Linked DNA regions of Pan troglodytes: region 1 is linked to region 2. The links are chromatin contacts, called in public HiChIP or PLAC-seq maps. All regions are on one chromosome and are shown on one strand. Each heading gives the region's core, a stretch centred on a gene start, on an enhancer-like site or on the middle of the called end of the contact. The rest is flanking DNA. Distances are from core to core; before and after follow the strand shown.

The links. HiChIP or PLAC-seq counts read pairs in DNA pulled down with a chosen protein or histone mark.
Region 1: an H3K4me3 HiChIP or PLAC-seq map of stem cell-derived excitatory neurons shows a contact between it and region 2, with 6 times the contacts expected there. The contact joins the promoter of SMARCA2 here to the promoter of PUM3 in region 2. A contact is called at or near these places in 1 of 7 Hi-C or Micro-C datasets (stem cell-derived neural progenitor cells) and 1 of 1 datasets of contacts at active chromatin or transcription factors (stem cell-derived excitatory neurons).

What each region holds. Positions count from the first base shown.
Region 1 is chr11:113,918,318-113,924,598 of NHGRI_mPanTro3-v2.0_pri, forward strand. It overlaps SMARCA2 (SWI/SNF related, matrix associated, actin dependent regulator of chromatin, subfamily a, member 2), which reads right to left and starts at 3,106. Exons shown (of 32, transcript XM_054657899.2): 1 at 2,975-3,106.
Region 2 is chr11:113,081,726-113,088,109 of NHGRI_mPanTro3-v2.0_pri, forward strand. It overlaps PUM3 (pumilio RNA binding family member 3), which reads left to right and starts at 4,895. Exons shown (of 18, transcript XM_009456263.4): 1 at 4,895-5,160.

The DNA of each region.
Region 1 (6,281 bases), core at 1,856-4,355, 830 kb after region 2:
AGGTTAGCGAGGAGGAGAAAAAAGAGACAACCTTGCAAAACTCACCCAAAAGTTACATAAACAAAGGAGGGGAGAAGCCCAGTCTAGGCTTTGCACCCATGTGCTACTAAAATTACATAACACCCGGTGCAGACATTGAATAAGGAATGGATTCTGCACAACACCCCCACTCCCTCGATTCCCAAGCCTTCCTCACTCCCTTAAAAAATCCAAACGCCTAGCAAGAGCTGGTGGACGACTTTGAATATTTATTTTATTGCTGGAGTAAAACCTGCGAGAGTTGGAGGCACGTTTAGGCCCGAAGTTTGAATGTGCAACAGCCCCGGGCGCAGCGACTCACACTCTCCGGACCCAGAGGAGAAAGAACTGACAAGCAACAGCGGCCAGCAAGGCCTTCTTCCCCCTCACGGTGCCTCCCGCTGGAAAGTTTTCCACGCAATCGATCGGAGGACGAGGAGCCCATTTCCCCCGCCTGCCTGACTTTGCAGGAAAGGCGAGCCGGGAGACCGGAGGGGGCTGGCAGGGAAAGAACTGGAAAGCTCCGCACACAGCCGGCGGCAGGGCTGCGCAGGCTCCTTACCTGGAGGACGCGGAACAAAAAGGGGCGCGGGGTTCGCGGAGCTTGGGGTGGCGGCGCGGCCGGCGGACGGGAACCGGTCTCCGAGCCGCAGCTCTAGGCCCGCGCCACAGCCCGCGGCCCGGCCCCCGCCGCTGCCGCTTCCTCCCTCGCGCGCGTCATGTCACGGCAATCAAACATGTCTGTGTGCTGTGTGCGCTTCGCTGCTGTGACTTCCTGATTCTCCGCCGCTCGCGCGCGCACACACACACACTCACAACCACACGCACACGCCACCCCCACCAGCCCTCGCCACCAAACCTCGCCTTGTCCTCCCCGGGCTCCAGGGGAGGGTGCGGGCAGGAGCAGCTGCCCGAGCCGCTGCTCCCGACGCACTGGCTCCTGCGCGCACAACACACACTCACACTCACACTCACGCGCAGACACCCTCGCGCCGGCCGGGAGGGCGCGGAGGCTGGAGCCGCGGGAGCTCGCAGCCCCCTCCCACCCCTCCACCCTACTTAGCCGCCCTGCCAAACTTTTTTTTTCCTGCCTGATCCACGTCCAACTTCCCTCCACCCCACCCCCCAAGCAGCCCAGCCAGCCCCGCGCTCACCACCATCCGCAGCAAACGGCAACCCGGATAAAAATAATAATGCAATCCAGGCGGCAGAGGCGGAGGCGGAGGCGAGCGATCAGACACTGGCAGGAGGCGATTTCCCCGCGTGTACCGGAAACCGGCCCAAGTGCCCCGGCCAAGGCGCGGGTGTCCGCTGGAGCCCGCACTGCCGCGCCCCGCCCTCCGCGGTGGAACTGCACCCAGGCTGCGAGGCCTGGTGCGGGGCACCGGGAGCACTGTGCCCCGTGTGCGCCCTGCGGCCGGAGGGCGCCGAGGAGCTGGCGCGCCGGACCGGTTATTTAGGGAAGTGCATCGCGACACCTTTGCAGATGGCATGGCCGTGTTTTGCAACGCAAACGGGAGGAAGGGAAGACGGCCGGGTGGAGGGGGAGAGCAAAGGAAGGGGTAAACCAGGTTGGGATGGGAATAAAGCAAACTCCTGAGCAGGGAGCGAGAAGGAAGGAGTGCGTGTCATCGTTGGGAGGAGGCTCCTACTCGGTCTCCCCGCCTCCCGCCCTCGCCACCCCCCTATTCCCTCCCCACCGCAGCCCTTCCCCTTCCCGGGCGAACGACACCGCCGCTGCCCGGTGGTGCGCGGGTCCTGTTTGTGACAGTCAGGCAGACAGGATTATCCGGATCATGGCCTCCCCGGCCCGCAGCCGCCGCCGTGGCTCTCCTGGGTCCCGGCGCGCCCCTAGCACCCGGACGATCGTAGGCGCCCCACGCCCGCAGCTCCCGCGGCGCAAGCAAGGGGAAGACGCGAAGCAAAAGAACACAGACCCGGGGAGAGGGAGGGCAGGGTAACGGAGGCTGGCGGGCACCTCCGACCTCCTTGGGGGCCTCCTCCCTTCCCTCCAGCAGTGCGGCCCGGGCCGGACATCCCGAACTTTAACACCCGAGCCTGCGCTGCCGCCAGGTACCAGAGGCAGGGACGTCCGCAGCGCCCGGGGCGCAGCCCCCTGGCAGCCCCTTTGCCTAAAGGCCTGCCTACCAATCAGCGTCCCCATCCACGCCGGAGGAAACGCGGAAAGTGGAGGTGACACCCCCGATCAGGCACGCACCGGCCCCGCGGCAGTGGCCGCTACCTCCTTCGCGCGTCAGCTCAGGCTTCTCCCGCTGCGATCCGCTCACGTCTCCGCAGCCGGAGCCCTTTAAACAAGTCCCTGGGAAGCGGGTGGCAACGGCGTTCGTTGGCGCCCCGCCGCCAGCCTGGGCTCCTCGCCCTCCTTTCCCGTTCCCCTTCCAACTCTTCCGGGGAGGGTTGCTCGGGATGAACAGTAGCGTTTCCATCCTCCTCCCCTGTCCCCCAGGCCTTCCCCCTCCCGCTGCCACCCCCCTCCCCGCCGCCTCACTTTTAAGGGGATGGGGGGATTGCAACCTGGCCCAATGTGTGTGTTGCAACCTTGAGTTGGCAGCGCCTCTGACTGCCTACTCAGGATCCAGGCGGTGGTTTGTTGGGATTTTTTTCCTCCTTTGCCCCCTTGAAGTAGTAATTATTACTGTTATTATTAGAACAGCAAGGTTCGGTTGAAACTTTCTCGTTTCTTCCACCGCCGCCTGGGAGCTGTCGTTAGAGCATTCCACCTGAGGCCCGCGGGGAGGAGGCGGGCTTTTTTTGTTGTGGCGGTTGGCCCGCCTGTTTGTTTTGGTCTCCTTGCATGCACAATAAATAATAATTAGGATAATAATGAATAATCCCGGGCGAAGGCGGCGTGGTGCCGGAGGGGTTTGAGCGGCGGCTGCAGCGGGGCGGCCGAAGGGAGGGGAAAGAGGAGAAAAGAGTTGTAAGTTATATTTACCTTGCTCGCGAGGAGTGTGCTGGCTGAATCTCTTCCCTCTCTGAGTCACCCAGAGTACAGAAACAGAGGGAGAGAGGACTAGATTATGAATATGACTTCATTGATGACAGCCGTCCCCTCCTCTTCCTAAACTCGGGCTCCGCCCAGCGTCCCACCCTCGCCTCCTCCGCGGGCGCCGGAAGACGCGCCGCAGTTGGCCCCGCGCGCCGCTCCTCCCTGCCCGTCCGGGCGCGGGTTGGCGGGACGCGCCTGTCACTCGCTCAGCTCAGCGACTCCGGGAGCGCGGGGGGCGGAGGGGGCGGTGTGCAAGAATGTGGATCTAGACAGCTCTACTGTATGCGTGGATCCGTGTGTGACTGCGAGGCGCCGGCTCTCGGGCCGCGTTTGTGCCTGGAGCGGAGAAACTGCGCAGGATGCAGAAAGCCCCAAGCCCTGCTGGAGCTGGGCGCCCGCTATCCCTTCCCTGGCAGTCCTCTTCCTCGGGCGCTGCGGGGCTCCTCCGGGGAGACTGGGGAAGGGGAGGAGGCGAAGCAAAAAGGGAGGGCAGCCGTAGTAATAGCGCGTAGTAGTTTGGGGCTATGTGGAGAAGGTGCTGGAATTTAACTGTGCCTCCGCCTGCCAGTGCGAGCCTGCAGAGAGAAAGGGAGGGGACGGGGGACGGGCTCCGAGTGGCACCGAAGCTGTTTGTGGCACAGTGTCGACTGCGGAAAAAACGGGCATTGTCGTGCCGGCTGAAACTTTTTCTCCCCCTTCCCTAAGGCTGTCATTATAAATCTGCCCCCTATTCCAGGTAAAAAAATAAAAAATAAAAATAAAAAAAGGGAGGCTGGCACAAAGAACATTCCTGCCAAATCTGTCTCTTCCCTGAAGGACTGCAAGCTTCCAAATGCCAACGAGGGAGAAACAGCTGAGAGGCTGAACGCCTTATAAATAAGTAAACCCACCCTAACCTCTCTGTTGACTTCGTGGACTAGATACAGCACTCTAACCTTCCCTCACCTGCCATCTTCGCTAAAAATATATACAAAAATATGGAAAAACAAACCCTGGGGGCGGGGCTGGCGGGTTAGGGGGTGGCTGAAGCATGGAATCTGGTTTTGATTTAAAAAGGGGAATAAATCTCTTATTTTCTACAGACCGTAGTCTCTTCCCTCTCACCCCGCATTTAAGACCAATTAAGGCTGCAAATTGTAATTTGCTGGCAAGTCGCGGTTTTGAGACCTCTTTGCTCCAATTTTCCTTGAAATACAGTACTTTGGCCGGACCAATAGGTCAGTGTTTGGTGAGACAATTTTATTTTTAGTTTTATGAAGTGTGAAAGAATGTTAGGAGATTTTAAATCAGGGGCCTATGATTTTAGACTCAGATTAATGTAGATGCTTGACTCTTAAAATTAAAACTGTTCCTATGCAATAGTGTTATGAAAAGTATGATTTATCCCTTATTTCGTAATGTAATGGCTTAAATTAGTCATTCAAAGTGCACTGTGACTATCTGGTTGAGGATTTTTCCCCCTAGAGTAAAATCCTATTTTAAGACCATTTTACTGTTGCAAAATTGACTCCATTTGAGCAACTGGGTCTGAAATGCAGTTCTAGGATGCTTAAAACTTCAGGCTGGATAAGTTGAAGACAAGAAGTAATGGAAAGAACGCCAAATACTGCCATGTAGTCATTAAGAAGCAAGAATTCTTTATATCACTGGTCCACTGCTGGCTGAAGCAGAGCCCACTAGGGCAGCATTTTCATGATGGCTGGGAGTGTTGGTGATCACCCACCCTATAGCTTTCTAAGGTCTTGCTACTTGCTTGTTAACTTTAGCTTCATCATTTTCTGTCTGTCTTGAAGTGAACCTCAAGACAACGAAAGATAACACAGCTAAGAGAAATAGAATATAGTGTGCCCTGAAGGATCCATTGTAAGAACTTGTTTTTCTGCCTGAGGATATGCCGGTATAACTATTAACTGAGAAATATATAGGGAGAAATTTTAAACAAGATTAGTAGTGTAGTAAAAGTGTAACATAAATACTAACTTCTAACTGCCTTATAAGTCTCAACTAATAATATAGCCAGATAACCTAGCTGTCTCTAATAAAGAGATTTAACCTAATAGCAATGCTTATTACATTGAGAGTATTAGGTTTTAATTTTTTATGGTCTAATTTGTTTCTCTGGCATGCCGACCTCACATGCCAATTTTCAGAAATTGATAACTTCACTTTTATTCCCTTGTGAATAAATGCCCTTTATCCCCTTAAGATTCTACTTCCACTTGCCATGCAAATCCTCAAAAAAAACAAAAACAAAAACAAATCAATTAGTAAGTCCCTGGAGAAAGAAACTGTCCATTCCTTCTGGCATTTTGTCACAGGGAAAGTAAAGAAGAAAACATTCCCTTTGTTATATGTGTATATTCTTCAGCTCATATAAAATTTTGATGTCGTCCTTGGAGGCGTTGGTATCCACGCATTGTATACACACAGCTATGGGAATTAAAATACATCGTTGGGAACAGAGATTAAATATAGATATTGCATCTCCCTCTCCCTTCGCATTGGTCTAAGAAAGCACCACCTTCCCCCATCACCCTTCAAGTTGTTCCTCTAAAAATTCGTCTTGTTTGTAGTTTGTACCCTAGCAGTTACGAATTTTATAAAATAAGGCCTCAACTCAGGAGAAATGAAAAGGCAGCGTCATTCACTTGGTACAAAAAGAAGATTGTAGAACATATAGCATGAGTTTCACCTCTGAGGTAAAACGAAATTTAGCAATTGAAGTTAAGGAGGAAAATGATGGGGTTTTTTGTTTTGTTTTGCAGAAAATCATACAAAAGCAAATGCGGTTGGAGGGTAAAAGGACTCCAGGAGGCTGCACAGGGTGCTACGTTCACACGCAGCTTTTCTTTTTGGACTTTGATGAGTCATAATGTGTTCCCTGAACTTGCTTTTCTCTTTCTAGTTTGGTATCAAAAGATAGAAGTCACTTTTTCATGTCTGTATGGCCACATTCACTTGTTATGTAAGTCTGCTTTGTTACATTCTGTGTAGAGTAGATACTGGGTTTAAAACTTGGTATCTGGATACAACACCCTCATAAAGAAAAATTCCAAGCACAACGTTAGGAAGCTTCTAGTCCCAACAGACAAACTGTTAATGCTGCCTGAAATGTTGCCTAGCTTCAAACACGAGCAGGTAAGACCATTTAGGCAGTGAGTATTTCATCTTCAGTAATGGAAACCAAGATTTGACAAACTGAATCAGCTGATATTTAATTTAAAGAATAGTTTAGAATTAACAAGTAAATTTA
Region 2 (6,384 bases), core at 3,645-6,144:
TTATAGCAGCATGATTTATAATCCTTTGGGTATATGTCCAGTAATGGGATGGGTGGGTCAAATATTTCTAGTTCTAGGTCCTTGAGGAATTGCCACACTGTCTTCCACAATGGTTGAACTAGTTTACGGTCCCACCAACAGTGTAAAGTGTTCCTGTTTCTCCACATCCTCTCCAGCACCTGTTGTTTCCTGACTTTTTAATGATCGCCATTCTAACTGGTGTGACATGGTATCTCATTGTGGTTTTGATTTGCAAGAAAATTATTCTTTATTCATATTTGAAACAAACAATTTTCTTATTTGTTCACCTAATAAAATATATGCTTGGTTATCTTTATTGCTCACAAATTAGGGAAATCACACGAAAAAACTAATTGATACTTTCCAAAGGAAATAACTTTTATCAAGCCTGGAAGCAGAATTTTAAAAACTTAAAATGCCAACATATTAATTGTTCTTATCCTAGACAAAAAACTGAAGCTAGTATGTGTTGCTTGAGGCGTTTTGTTTGACAAAACCATAGTGCATTATAAATGCACTGTGTGTAAGTGACAATTCTTGGGCTTTAAGTGATATTACCTACTTTTTATTTCATTTCTCCATCATGTGCCGACACAAGCTTTTATTAAGGTGAGACTACTACAATCAGATAAACTTACATCTTAGCCATGTAATTTTCTGCTGCTCCAAAGTTTGTCATCAAAGAAAGCAAAATAGGACAAGGTTAATACTGTGTTTACTAGACAGCAAGTACAGCATTATGAATGCTCAATTAATGTTTAGACTACATTAGTGCACTTTGTAGCAAATGTACGATATTGGAAAACATAATGCACACTATTCAGAAGCAGTTCTTTTTCACTAAAGAAAAATGTGTTGGCAACTGCTCCGTTTCCATGGATTTATGATTCTAATAGGTCCTGAAAATAAAGCCCAATCCTTGCCAAAATATCACTTATGCTTTATATCAGTAACATGCCCTGTATCTCTGCTTATGCATTTGAGAAACAGAAAAACAACACAATTCGTTAAAAATCCACTAATTAGAACTCCAGAGAACTGATTTTGGGAAGAGGAAGATGTATGGGAGCTGACACCTAACCTATTTTATTTTTATGGAAAAAGGAAAATTGCACAAAATTGTGTGAAATTGAAAAAAGAAGCAAACATTTTCCAGAGTATGTTTGAAAGTGTATAGTTCAAATGTAAACCATTTTTTAACATCTAATAGTATTAAATCACTTTAGGAGAACTCAATCAGCAAGAAAGATACAATTCTCTCCAATGTTCTACTTACAGAGAGAAGCATATTGTATATTTAATTCTTAAATTCTGGTGCCTGCAATACAAAGAGGAACCAGGAGATTTAACCCCTAGTTAACTAAAAGATCAAATCAACAGGCCCGGAGCAGTGGCTCACACCTGTAATCCCAGCACTTTGGGAGGCCAAGGCAGGTGGATCACCTGAGGTCAGGAGTCCAAGACCATCCTGGCCAACACTGTCTCTACTAAAAATACAAAAATTAGCCGGGCCTGGTGGCGCATGCCTGTAGTCCCAGCTACTTGGGAGGCTGAGGCAGGAGAACTGCCTGAACCCGGGAGGCGGAGGTTGCAGTGAGCTGAGATCGTACCACTGCACTCCAGCCTGGGTGACAGAGCAAGACTCTGTCTCAAACAGACAAACAAAACTTGAACCCCATTCCTTAAATAACTGGGTCTTAACCTTAGCTGCATGTTAGCATGATCTATGCATCAAATTCTCAATGCTCAGGTCCCATTCCAGACCAATTAAATCAGAATTACTGCTACTTAAAGAAACAAAAACAAAAACTCCACAGGTGATTCGATGCGCTGCCCAGATTGCTATCCACCACCTGGGATACTATAGTTATTTTAAGTTTTAAACCAGATTAGCTTAAGTCACAAATTAAATCTCTACTGCTGGATAAAAGCATATTTGCTAAGTGATCTTTAATTTTACCAGAGTACTAGAAAAAGAATGAAATCCAAATGCCTGGTTAACATTATATCTGATGGTCTTTCAATTCTGGGGTGGCCGTGTATTCCAGTTCTTGGCACTGAAATAGAAGGGAGACTCCTGTTGGGTCTTTTCCTTCTGGGATAAAAGGACAGAGCCCCACTGGGAGGAAAAAGTGCATTTCATTTCTTTCTCCACTTTCACTAGCCCTGAACTCTTAGATAAATATGGAAACTGAGGAGTTCATCTTGCAATCCAAAAGCAGTAAATGGGACAATAAAAAGTCAACGTTGAGGATGGTGGTAGAAGAGAGACTGGAAGAGCGTGGCTCTTTGATGACATTGTGTCATTGAACCACAACAACCAAGTACCTTCCAAATTTTTATGTTAAGAAAATGATTGCTTAAGCCACCATTAGCTGAACTTTCCGTTATGTGAAGTCAAATGTATTTCTTTTTTTCTTTTTTTTTTTTTGAGGCAGAGTCTCACTCTGTCGCCCAGGCTGGAGTACAGTGGCACAATCTCCACTCACTGCACCTCCGCCTCGCCAGTTCAAGCGATTCTCCGTGCTTCATCCTCCGGAGTAGCAGGGAGTACAGGCATGCACCACCACACCTGGCTAATTTTTGTATTTTTGTAGAGATGGGGTTTCGCCATGTTAGCCAGGCTGGCCTCGAATTCCTGGCCTCAGGTGATCCACCTGCCTTGGCCTCCCAAACTGCTGGGATTACAGGTGTGAGCCACAGCGCCCGGCCCCAAAGTATTTCAAATGGGTACTCCTTGGTTCTCTCTTAAGCTACGAATCACTCAACATTTACTATTGGCTAAGAACTTTAAGATATTATCACTTTAAAGCCTCACAGCAACTCCAGAAACAAGTGTTGTTATTCCCATTTTACATATGCAGAAACTGAGGCCCATACAAGTTAACTATCTAGTCCTTGGCCATACAGAATTTAGATTGTAAGCCAGGTTCCTTTGATTCTAATCTCAATGCTCTTCATTGCATTGCTATAGTACTGTTATTAACCTCTTGGATGTGTGCAAGTCTAGTTGCTCTGATTAAATTGTGTATCACGCAAGAAGAGCATCTTAGGCTTGTAGGAGTACACCTAGTGGTCTACATTTAGATCATTAGATATTCGAAGAATTAATGGGTTTGCTTGACAAAAAAAAAATGACAGGATAAACTTTTTTTGTGCTGTTCTGCAAAACCACACGATGCTTTCAATTCACTCCAAAAAAAAAAAAAAATCCAAATCAATCCACTTTCACAGAAGACTTGATAAAAAAGTTTTTAATAATAATCAAGGGCTTTGATATGTGATAACATTTTTTTTTTTTCCTCCCTGGTGAAAAGGCAAATGAATAGCAGGGTTTTGGTGTAGATGCTTAAGGCAACTGCATGGACCTGTCTTCAAGGATATGGGGTGCTGCTGTCTGTCAAGTTGAAAACACAAACGTATCCCTTCCCAGGGTTGTGTGATAGGGTGTATTTTGCGATTTTTCTTTCTTTTTGGCCAGCATTTACTTGTCAGGTGTTTCAAGGTGTCTAATATCCCCACTACTATGCTATTTGCCCAAAAGGCACAGCTGATGGGCCTCCTGCAATTCCTGTTCCATATTCTCTTCTCTTAGCATTTACTGAATTATTGAAAGCAGTACGGAGGCAGCCACGTTGAGTTTAGAGTCAGGCTCACTGGACCAAAGCTACTATGTTTTGCCTTTCTCTGTAAAATGAGAAAAGACCTATTTAAAACGTTCTTATGAGATTTAAATGAGCTGAAATGTAAACTAGTAACAGTTAAGGTAGACAACAAGAACTTACCAAGTATCTATGTGCTGCATAGTGAGATAAGTGCCTGGAAAGTAATGATGGCCCCTGTCATCAAGAAGCATACAGTCTGCTAAATTACCAGTTTCAACTCTAACTCCTTAGTGGCCAGAAAACGGAGTAAGTTGGAAGACAGTAAAATCTGAAGTCTGGCACCAGGGATCAAGTGCCAGTTCCTCAACTTTACAGATGCAGTGGGTTGAATAGTCTCCAAAAGATATGTCTATGTCCTAACTCCCAGGACATGTGAAAGTGACCTTATTTGGGAAAAGGGCCTTTGCAGATGTGATTTAGGACCTCCAGATGAGATGATCTTGGATTATCCCCGTGGACTCTAAATTCAATGTTCAGTGTCCTAAAAACACACAGAGAAGTGGCACAGGCACAGGAGAAGGCCATTAGAAGACAGGCCGAGATTGGAGTCATGCAACAAGAAGCCACGGACCGCCTGGAACCATTAGAAGCTGAAGAAGCAAAGCATTCTCCCCTATAGCCTTCAAAAGGTGCAGGGCTCTGCCAACAGCTTGATTTTGGAATTCTTGCCTCTAGAACAGTTAAAGAATAAAATTCTGTTGCTTGACACGAGCAAGTTTGTGGTGTCAGTTTCTTCATCTGGAAAATGGGGCATATATCCTAACCACAATCTTATTTCCTGAAGTATAAAATGGAATAACAGCAGTTTCCAGGCACGAGCAGACACTAAAAATGGCAAACATTTATTGAGAGCGTTCCATGCTAAGCGCTTTGCACGTATAACTTAATTATTTCTATTTTATTGATCAGGAAGCCAAAGCTCATAAAAACTGTAATTTTCCCAGAGCCACACAGCTAGCAAGGGAAAAAAACGGGATTACAATTCAAATCGACTCACAAGATACCCCTTTTATCCTCCACGCTGGACTGCTGAGGAATATGCAAATTAACACACTTTAGAAACTTTAGCTACTTCAATATTTGTTCAGGCTACGGGATGCAGGCCTCTTATTAACCGCGCCAGCCAAGTCTCTCCCTCAGCAGCCTGTTCTGCCTCGCAGGAGCTCTCCCTCTCTTTCCAGCACGGAAGCCACAGGGTTAATGACGTCATTTCCCGTGGCCGTTGTCGCGTCCTCTGCCCGACGGATTCTTTCAAGGGCCAAAATCTTCGCGCCTCAAGAGGAGGCATAACAGCAGCGGACCAATAGAAATTCCGAATTTTTGTACTGTCTGGTAAGCTCCACCTCTTAGTCCCTGATCCGCCGCGGAAGATGAAAAAAAGCGGCCCGAGGGCGGAGCAAGGCAAGGAAGCGGAAGCGGAAGCGGAGAGGCGGTCGGGATCCGCTGCGCGAGCTGTCTCTGTCCCACGTGTGCGGTGAGTGTGGCAGGCTCAGCGGTCGCTCTTGGGAGGGGTTCGCACCCTGCCGGGCGCTGGAAGTCGGGAAGGTCTCTCGGGGCTGTTGTCCACTGGGCAGTCTCCTCTGGCCTCTTTCTGGGCTAGGAGTTTGGGACTGACTGGAGCCTGGCAAGAAGGGCGGGACTCCGACCTCTCTCCCACCACGTTGCCCCGCGTGCCGGGTTAGATTGGACTAGCTTCACTGTAGAATCCCAGCCCGTGCTCGGCCTGATCAGCCTGTCTGTGCTGCTTCACAAACACCAACTCCAGTGCTAGGTGGTGTGCCTGAATGTACGCAGATTATAAGTGCTGGGAGGAAACGAACTGGATGCTGAGTTGGGAGATAGTGGAGGCTGAAGAAGTGATCTTTAAGCGGAGATCTGGAAGCTCAGGGAGTACTTCAAGCAGAGGCGATAATGGGCTAAGTTCCTGAGATGGGAGCTAGGAAAGAGTATAGTTGGAGTACAAGATAAAGTTAGCCGGATAGAGTGGAACTAGGTTCTGTAAGGCCTTGAAGGTCACGATGGGGAATTTTTTTTTCTGTACAATAGGAAAACATTTCCGTTCCTATTACCATGTGTAGAAAACATTGAAGACTTATAAGCAAGTGAGAATCATGAATAGGCCCTGGTTCTCTTTAGAAAATGTATTACATTTGGAAGCTCAAGACATTGTATTGGTAATAGTTTGCATTAGGGTGGTGACTTAAGGGGCATTTAAGAGAACTAACTTACGGTTCAGCGTGGTAGAGTAGAGAGGAAAATGTCAAGGGTAACTCAGATTTCTTACTTGAGCAGTAAAGTAGATGATGTGCCATTGGCTGAGATGGAGGACGATAGGGCAGGGAAAAATAGTATATTGTTGTTTGTGGGGCAAACAACAATAACATAAAGAACAACATAGAGAATTATGTTTTGGACATATTAAGGGTAAGGTTCCTGGTAGACACATAATTAGAGGTATCAGATAAGCAGTTATACACAAGTTTGGACCCCAAGGAGAAGTTCATAATGGAGACATGATTTGGGAGTACTCAGCATAAAAAGCCAGGAGATTGGATGAGACCACCTAGGGAGAAGTGTGGAGAGAGAAGGGAAGTTCCCTAGGACAAAGATTTGAGGAATGCTAACATGTAGAGGTTGGTCTATAAGAAAATGTCATTTAAACTGAATTTGAAGGATGGGTAGAAATTGTGTTGGTAGA